Linked DNA regions of Macaca mulatta: region 2 is linked to region 1. The links are chromatin contacts, called in public Hi-C maps. All regions are on one chromosome and are shown on one strand. The core of a region is the stretch at or near the end of the contact, and the rest is flanking DNA. Distances in the headings are between cores, read along the strand shown. Region 1 overlaps RIPOR2 (RHO family interacting cell polarization regulator 2). Region 2 overlaps RIPOR2 (RHO family interacting cell polarization regulator 2).

Region 1 (4,663 bases), core at 655-3,154:
TTATCTCTGTCTCTCTCTTCCCACTTCTTGGATGTATTGATTCACAGTGAACTCTGACAGCCAATGGAGCTCACATTTTGTTTAGACGTTGTACTGTGATAACCGCTGGTGCTGCCCCCAGTGTCTGTGGCCAACCATCCTCTCTGCCATGCAGAATTTGGTTGCTGAGGTCATTAGGGGATACTCTAAATCCAGGGAGCCATCTGGTTCTGAGGAAGAAGGGCTGAGAACCAGGCCTGAGCTACCAGTGTGGGGGCTTTTCCTTTCCTCTCTGCATCATCTTCTCTTCTTATTATGAGGGTTTTGTGCTGGAGAGCAGGACCCCAGCCTTAATAGGCTCTCCGGCTCTGCCATTTGCTTTCCCTCTAAAGGGGTCCTCAGCCTGGGATTGCACAGAGACCTTCCCTGGGGTGGATGTGCCTGCAGAGGAGGGTGAGGCTCCAGCAGTAGGAGCTGCTGAAGGGGCAATGAATTGTCTCAAAGGGTCCATCAGGATAGAAGAGAAATGGTCCCAGAGGGAAGCCATTTGGTTGGATCAAGTGTGCTATTCCTGGGTGGCATCACTGAGGGAGGGGAGTAGGGGCAAGTGGCCACAGGGAGGGAGGACTCTGGACAGCCAGGCCTTGCCTGGGAAACTGCCAATCCCTGCAACTCAATCCACCCCTTGTACACATTTTGTCATTCTCTCGATTCTGTGCCGTAGGAGCATCAGGGAAGTGAACTTGGGATGAAGGTGGCAGGGCTGCAGTCTCACACAACTCCACAAAGCTCTGCTTACAGAGAAGACAACATATAAGGCACCTCTTATATGTTCTCAAGTAATTCTTTATATTGTGAACCATTTTAATAAAGTTCATAGCATTTCCCCAAGGGATATTTTTGGTGACTATATACAGATATTTCTATGAAGATCTAACATCCCAAATCTACTCTCAAATCTGCAACTAGAGTGATATTTTTAACCTAGAAAATCGAATTCCTTTATTTCCATGCTTAAAGCCTTTCAATGTTTCTTCATTGTCCCTAGACAAAGTGCAGGCTGGTTATCATTTTTCATGTGGTCTTTCACCACCTGGATTCTATGTATTTCTCAGGTCTCATCTATGGACTATGGGCAAAAAATCTACAATAAACAAAATATCAAAAAAAATTAGATAAATACAGGCTGCTATTATTTGATTTACAACCCTGGGTTACTGCACAACAGGAATTGATGAATGCATCTTTCAATTACAGCCCTCAAGTGTGCAAAGGAGGTGGGGATCACAGTGAGCTTACCTCCTCATATCACTTCTCTGTTTAACCATCACTGGCTGCCTCTCGTCTATACAGTCCTGACCCCTTGAACATGCAGCTCTTCATGAATGGCCTTATGCCCTCAAGCCCTGTGCGGCCCCTTTCCCTTCTCTCCCACCACTGTTTCTGCTTCCTTTAACACCAGCCAGTCCAACTGTGTCCAACCATGCTGATGTACTTGACATTTCCAATCAACACTGTTTACTTTCAACACCCAGGTGAGAGGCTTCTCTAAGAACCCCTTCTCCAATTCTCCTGAGCCCCTGAGAAAAGTAAGCCACTTCCTTTAGTGTGATACTTCCTCTGCATGACTCAGGCACTTTGTACAGGCTTCTATTACAGCACTTACTGTATTGTTCATAGTTAACTTCTCCATTGCACTAGGAGGTCCCTAGAAGGCAGAGCCCTTATACTTTTCAATTTTGTATTCCTAGCACATAGTATAATGGACAACTCACAGGCGGTACACGGCAACTACTTGGAAATTAATGATACTTTATGGGTCTAACTTGTTTTGGAATGGGTTTTCCTTAGCGGCAATCATATATGTGCTCAAGCAGCTACAAGTGTTCCTTCTCATTCTCACAGTTTCGAGTGTGAATTACTCATTAGCGAGGATGGAGTTCAATGATTTTCAACCTTGTCTGCTCATTGGGCTCACCTGCAGAGCTTTTAAAACTCCCAATATGCAGTCCATAGCATACAACAATGAAATCAGAATCTATTGGTGGGACGCAGGCATTTGTGTTTTAAAAACTCCCCAGGTGATTCTAATATATAGTCAAGCCTGAGAACCACTAGTTTAAGTGTTCCTAGGTAGTTAATTTAAAAAACCTTTTCCTGTATGCTCACTATGTAGTAAACACTGTGTTAGGCATTTGGAGAGGAGGTGGGATGGGAAGGTAGTGTTTGGCCCAGAGAGAGGAAGAGCCTCAGAATTTCTATATTAGACATAGTGCTTGCTTTTAGGAAACTGCAATGCTTACAACCTCCATGAGCAATAGCAAATGGTGATGGTATCTAAATTGTATCATTTAAATCAAAGTTTCCCAACGTGGCATTTTGGGTTAGATAATTCTTGATTGTGGGAGGCTGTCCTTTGCATTGTAGGATGTTTTGAAGCATCTCTGGCCTCTACCCACGAGATGCCAGTAACAAGCAAAAGCACTCCTCACTTCCCACTGCCACAGTATATAACAAACAAAAATGTCCAACATGTCCAAATGTTCCCTGGGAGTAAAGTCATCCTTTATTGAGAACCATTGATATAGATCTCAGTGTAGCAGCCTTTGCAAGACCCCCAGGTGATCTGTATGCACATTAAAGTCTGAGAAACACGCACTGGTTTAAAGCAGTGCTTCCCAAAGTGTGGTCCGTGACCAGCATCAGCACTATCTGGGAACTTGTTGGAAAAACATTCTCAGTCCTCACCCCAGACCTACCGAAACCAAAACTTTGCTTTAGTAAGTCCTCTGGGTGATTCTCACACTTAGGTTTCAGGGCCACTAACTAAAGGGGAAAAGGAGATTGGATGCACTGGAGCAATCAAAAAATTCTTAGGAATAGAGCTTGATTTGGGCCTTGAAATTGAATAGGCGGTGGGGAGGGTACTCCAGGTGCAGAGAACAGCATGAGAGAGGATTTTCAGATGTAAATTAGCCCACACTCTTAAACTGCCAAGCCCCTTTTTCTCCTTTTTTCCCCCTTAACTTCCTCAATCTGTTTGTTTTCTTGTGTTTTGGCTAGAAAACGTTCTCCTCTGCAATTTATACTCCATGATGTGTTCATCAGCTTGCTCAAGTAATTCTTTGAGAATCTCAACAAAATGATCACTTGCAAAAACACAGGAGTATGTTTTTGAAAAGTTGTGCATAATCAAATTTACCATCAGACATATGTACAAATCAGCACATATTTACAAATGTATTTCTCATTTACAAGGATTTTATATAGCGAACCATTTTTATAAAGTTAATAGCAATTCCCCAAGGGATATTTTTGGTGACTATAAATACAGATGTTTCTATGAGAAAATCTAACATCCCAAATCTACCCTCAAATCTGCAACTACAGTGATATTTCTAACCCAGAAAAATCTGATTCCTTTATTTCCATGTTCAAAGCCTTTCAACATTTCTCCATTACCCCTATACAAAATGCAAACTGTTTACCATTTTTCACCACCTGGATCCTAAATATTTCTCATCTATAGACTATGGGCAAAAAAAACTACAATAAACAAGATATCAAAAAATTAGGTGAAGACAGGCTGCTGTTATTTGTTTTATGACCCTGGGTTATTGTGCAACAGGAATTCCAATCAGCCCAAGGTTGGCCAGGCCAGACAGTGTCATGAGAGTTGACAATGGCACGGGAACAGACTGGACAATGTGGAACTTTATATGCAGTCATTTTTTTTTTTTTTTTGTAGAGCTTGTATTGACTTCTTCCACAAACTATAGAAGCATTTTTGGGTAAGTGTACACCATACAGATGTATATTTCTTTTGCCTCAGGATCCAGTGTGACTCCACATAGCACTGAATCAGAGTGTTCGTTCCTCCTAATTGATCTGGGAGATCAAATGAAGGCTGATAGGAAACCTTGGGGATGTTGATTTGGATGTGAGACAGGAGTCATATAGGGTGGTTACAGGAGAATACAAATTCCACGCAGCAGTTTCACATGAATAGAGGCTACGGGCTGGTAAGACCCTGAAAAACCAGATGTGGACCAAGCTGACTGAGACTGACTGGACCCAACATGGAGCTGGATCCTACTTAGGTTTCACCTAGGACCTTATTATATGCTCATTAACATACAAATCACACACCTGCCAGTGCCATGACAGTTCCAGGAACATCTATATCTGCTGGAAAAATGGGTGGCACGACAATTCTGAAAAATCTCCACCTTTTCCCAGGAATTTTCATGAATATTCTACCCCTTGCTTTGGTTAAAGAAACCCATGAAGGTAGCAACTCCAAACCCCCTTGTGCATGACTCTTGACTACAACAAAATTCCCTTTTCTTGAGTGTGTACTCTTCCCTCTGCAACAAATCTCTGTACTTTCACTATTTTCTGACTCATCATTGAATTCCTTCTTGCAACAGTGTCAAGAGCCTGGACACCAGCTGGAGTCGAGGTCTCACCTGTGTTTGGGGACCTCTCTGAGCCCATCAGCATCAGGTGGTGGTGAGAGAAGGTCAGTCAGCTGACTGAGATTTTTAGCTTCAAGTATGCCTTCCTCAATTCCTTGCCACCCTTCATCCTTTGTCTTCTTGGCCCCAGCCACCCAGAGCCATTTGCATATCCCCAATACCATGGTCTCTCTCAAGTCTAGTCCTATGCACACATTGGCTCTCTT
Region 2 (4,663 bases), core at 665-3,164, 65 kb before region 1:
ATTCTAGAAAAGCTTTTGCCTATGGCCCAATCTCATAGGCAGCACTTGAACAAAACATCCGTCCATAATTAGATCATCCCTTTAAAATCGCAACCTTTAAGTTAAATTCTAGTGGACAGGTCAAGTCATGGAAGAGCAGCGAGAGGAGAAAAGAAAACTGAGCAGTGCCAATGGGGGTTGGAAGCTACCAGGGCTCCAGTATCCCAACTTGGGAAAAAAGAAAATGGGAAAAGGGAATGGAGGGTTGGAGTGCCAAGTACGTGTGAGAAAGAGTAGGAGAGAAGGACCCAGGCTGGGCATGGTAGCTCACGCCTGTAATCCGAGCACTTTGGGAGACCAAGGAGGGTGGATCACCTGAAGTTAGGAGTTCAAGACCAGCCTGGCCAACGTGGCAAAATCCCGTCTCTACTAAAAATACAAAAATTAGCTGGGCACAGTGGTGGATGCCTATAGTCCCAGCTACTTGGGAGGCTGAGGCAGGAGAATGACTTGAACCCGGGAGACTGAGGCTGCGGTGAGCTGAGATTGCACCACTGCACTCCGCCTGGGCAACAGAGCAAGACTCTGTCTCAAAAAACAAAAAAAAGAGAGAAGGACCGAGAGAGAGAGAGAGAGAAAGAGAGAGAGAGAGAGAAAAAAGAAAGAAAGAAAGAAAGAAAGAAAGAAAGAAAGAAAGAAAGGAAGGAAGGAAGGAAGGAAGGAAGGAAGGAAGGAAGGAAGGAAGGAAGGAAGGGAGAGAGAAGTGCAAATCAAAGCAACATGGTACCATGGAAAACCACTCCTGGTCCATTTGTTCAACGTCTACCTTAGCAGCCCTGCTATGCTTAAACCACTGTGACAGGCTTTCCTTAAGGTATTAGACAAGAGATAGAACAGAAGAGAGACAAGGCAAAAAATTTAGTAATATTTTCCAGCCTAAACTAAACCTTTATTTTAGTAATGTCTTTAAAAAATGTATTTGCAGGAATGACTCAACCCCTTGTCCCACTCCTTGCCTTGTGTATTCCTTCAGTGCCTAAGTTGATATCTGCAGCTACTATCTCACTCAGAATGCTTCGTTTTTATCATTTCAAAATACTCAAGTCCTTGCTCAAGCTGGGCAAAAGCGTCCAGTAGTGTCAAAACAAAGCAAAGCAGGCCAGAGAGGCTCCTGCCAGAAAGATGCATTTACCTTCACCAAAAACATCATCCTCTTCATCGACCAGGAGCTCCTCAGCATCAAAAAACTGCATCTTGGAGAGGACAGGCACGAGAGGCAGCAGGCAGCAGCCCCCGGCAGTCTCAGCAGCCACACTGCCAACGGAGGTGATTTCCTTTCCTCGGGTTGCCCAAGCCCTCTGGAGGGCAGCTTCCGCATCTGCCCTGAAGAAAGCGGTTTCATTCATATGAATAGGCTTCTTGAGCCTTTTGAAGAGTGAATCCCAGGTGGGGGTAATTCTCACCACTGAGGAGAAAGAAATTTTTGAAAGGGGGCTGCAGATCCGGTTGGATGTGAATACAGTTATCACTCAAAGTCTGAATGCAGTGAATTCTATTTCAAAGCAACAACTTTTATATTTCCTTAAAGAGGAAGGTGGGCGCTTAACTTTCTTGCTTATGAATTTGAACACAATGGGTTGTGTTGAAAGAGGGAGTTCACATTTCTCATATCTTGGTTTTGCTTCAATGACAATTTATCTGAAAGTAAAGCAAGCCACTATGTTAAACCAAAACAGGCATTTAGAGGACAGAGCTTTTATTTTGCTCAGTAATAGTTGCATTTTTCTTTCCTTTTTTTTTTTTTTTCAAACCTCTTGCATTTAAGGATTGGAAACTTTACAGCATTTAAACCAAATTGAACCATATCTAGGCTTTCTGTGGCTCAATTAAATCTATAGTCAATGAATAAATAACTAGTTTTGGTCAAACATCTTACATTTCACGATATTTACTCAGTTTGATACTTCAGACCGTATCACTAAAGGAGAAAGAAGAAAATGTAACTCAAAAAGCATGTAACTCAAAAAGCAGTCCTCCCAAAGGGATGAGTAATCACTGAGCTTCTACGTGAGCACCATTGGCTGGCGTCACTATATCGAGCTACCCAACGTGTGCCAAATTCTGTATGGCTGCACAAACAAATACACATCTCTCTGAGTAATACTGAGACTTCATTTTGGGGTTTCCCAGACCACTCCATTGTGTTGTAAGATCTCTTAGGTGGCCAGAAGCTTAGAAAATGCAAATGGAGATGACAGTGAGGAGCTGTTGGCCCAAGGTGTTTATTTTTGGCACTTTATTTACTGCATGATTTTGAAGATACTCCCAGTGTTACCTTAGAGAAACTGTCCCCTCCTCCTGTAACTGCAACCTTGAAATTGCACCATTTTCTCCCAGAAGAGACTATGGACAACAGGGTTGGAGAAATCCAGCAGTGAGAAGGGATCTGCCCAGAGGAATTCAGGAATCAGACACTGAGGGTTAATTGAGCAGCAACAGTCAGTTCATCCCTGCATTGGTGGCTGCAGCAGTTCCCAAAGACAATGTACAGCTTGGGTCCTGCTGGGATCACCAATTGTTGTCAATCAGGGCTGCAACCATTCTTAGAGGAGAGCTTGGAAATGTCTGGGGTGTTTTGGGTGGCACAATGACTGGGAGTTATTACTGGTATTTAATGTCTTAGCACTCAGGGGCCCAGGGATGTCAACCTTACTGTAATGCATGGAACAGTGGCTCTACAGGAAGAACTGTCCCCTTCCAAATATCAATAATGCCCACCTTGAGACACACTGAGAGGCAGAGAGCGGTAGTTATCCTTTTCTCTAGCTCTCCTTTGCATCTCCCCTTTCTGACCCTTCTACCACCCCACTTGAATGATGTTTCTGGCCAAGGGTTGCACTTAGTTACATAAATTAAATTAATTAAAATGGGCCGAGGTATAGGAAATTTGGATGTGGACTAGAGCTCTCTTTTGTGTGGCTGGGATAAGAGGATGGGTGTCCATTTTGATAATCACTACATTTCTCAACTACTGTCCCATGTCCTTTAATCTCCACAACTTCATGAGGTTGGTGCTATTATCCCATTTTACAGATGAAGCAATGGGGGCTCTGAGAGCTTGAAAAACTTTCCTAAGATCAGGCAGCCAGTGAGTGGCAGATTTGACAAACTCCAGAGCTCACTGTGTTACCTCTTGTCTGGATAACTTTATGGGAGTGACTGCACACAGTCTGGGTCACTGCAGCATCCCCGTGGCTCTTGGGGACCGGCACTACCTCCCTCACCTCCTACCTCAGAACCACCTGGTTACCATGTGAACCTGGGGGCTCTCAGCCATTCCACTTCAAAAAGTTAGCATAATCTCTCTAGGCCTATTTTATTATTTTAAGTGGGTGGAATTGTGTCACCCCTATTGAATTCATATGTTGAAGTCCTAACCCTCAGTACCTCAGAATGTGACCTTATTTAGAAATAGGGCCATTGAAGATATAATTAGTTAAGATAAACTCATATCATGTTGGAGGAGGATAGGTCCTTAATCCAATATGACTTATTTCCTCTTAAAAAGGAGAGAGGTAGACAAAGACATACAGACAGGGAGGATAGCATGTGAAGATGAAGGCAGAGATCCACAAGCCAAGGAACAACAAAGATTGCCAGTAAACCACCAAGAGCTAGGGGAGAGGTCTACAAGAGATTCTCCCTCACCTCCCTCAGAAGAACCCATCCTGCCAACGCCTTGACCTTGGACTTCTAGCCTCCACAACTGTGATGCAGTAAGTTTCTGTTGCTTAAGCCACCCAGTTTGTGGTAGTTCGTTACAGCAGTCCTAGAAAACTAATATACTTTCTCATTTGGTTTGTTTTGAGGATTAAGTGGGGTAAATTATGTAAAGGAGCTGACACAGCACATGGTACACAGTAAATACCCAGTTACAATTATACACCTAAATCTCTCACAGGGAAGCTTAGGATATTTACCTAATTGAAGCCTCAATGGGGATAGAGAATGAGAAGTCACCATGCTCCATATAAAACCTCAATAACCCTTAGGAAGTTTCCCTCAGTCTCCTCTTCTCCAATTTAGATATCTCAAAAACACAGCTAACCATCTCAAAGAACAAATCACAAATGCCACCATGAACTTCTTGAAAGCACAGAGTATAGAAAACATGGTTCTTGCTCTCCAAAGTTTACAATTACCTTAGAGAGATATGACATACATGCATGATGTGTTAACTATAAAGAAAAACTAATAAATTACAGATGTATGCATCAATATGGATGAGTTTCAAGAACATAATATTGACTTTGAAAAGTCTCAGAAAATTATAAGTAGTATGATTATATTGTTATGAGTGTACAAAATGAGCAAATAAAAAAATGTAAATAATTGCTAACACTTACAGAGTGCCAGCAACAGTTCTAAGTGCCTTGATTCACTTAATTCCTATATCAACCCTAAGATATATATATATATTTATTATCTCCATTTTAGTTTAAGACGCAAGAGGTGAAGTGATCCTCCTGAGGTCATACATTTGGTAAGTGGTAGAGGTACTGAGATTTGATCCCAGAGTGCAAACTCTTAAACACCAGGTTATACTATCTCTTATCTATGTGAAGTCTAAAAGAATGCTGAGTTTATATACAATTTTAACAAAGGGCAATAAACTGTGAAGAAG

Evidence for each region. Hi-C and Micro-C count contacts between places; a contact is called where the count stands out from the background.
Region 2: a Hi-C map of blood shows a contact between it and region 1, with 3 times the contacts expected there. The contact joins two enhancer-like sites. A contact is called at or near these places in 2 of 14 Hi-C or Micro-C datasets (CD4 T cells and blood).

Annotation. Positions count from the first base shown.
Region 1 is chr4:158,098,817-158,103,479 of T2T-MMU8v2.0, reverse strand. All of the region lies in intron 1 of RIPOR2 (RHO family interacting cell polarization regulator 2), which reads right to left. Among named protein-coding and RNA genes, the nearest start is that of RIPOR2, 47 kb to the right of the region's middle. Within about 2 kb of position 1,904, at least 12 of the 40 cell types and tissues checked have an H3K27ac peak or open chromatin away from gene starts, as enhancers often do. A contact at or near this core is called in CD4 T cells and blood, where this site is marked.
Region 2 is chr4:158,163,497-158,168,159 of T2T-MMU8v2.0, reverse strand. It overlaps RIPOR2 (RHO family interacting cell polarization regulator 2), which reads right to left. Exons shown (of 24, transcript XM_078000913.1): 2 at 1,172-1,362. Among named protein-coding and RNA genes, the nearest start is that of RIPOR2, 110 kb to the right of the region's middle. Within about 2 kb of position 1,914, at least 7 of the 40 cell types and tissues checked have an H3K27ac peak or open chromatin away from gene starts, as enhancers often do. A contact at or near this core is called in CD4 T cells and blood, where this site is marked.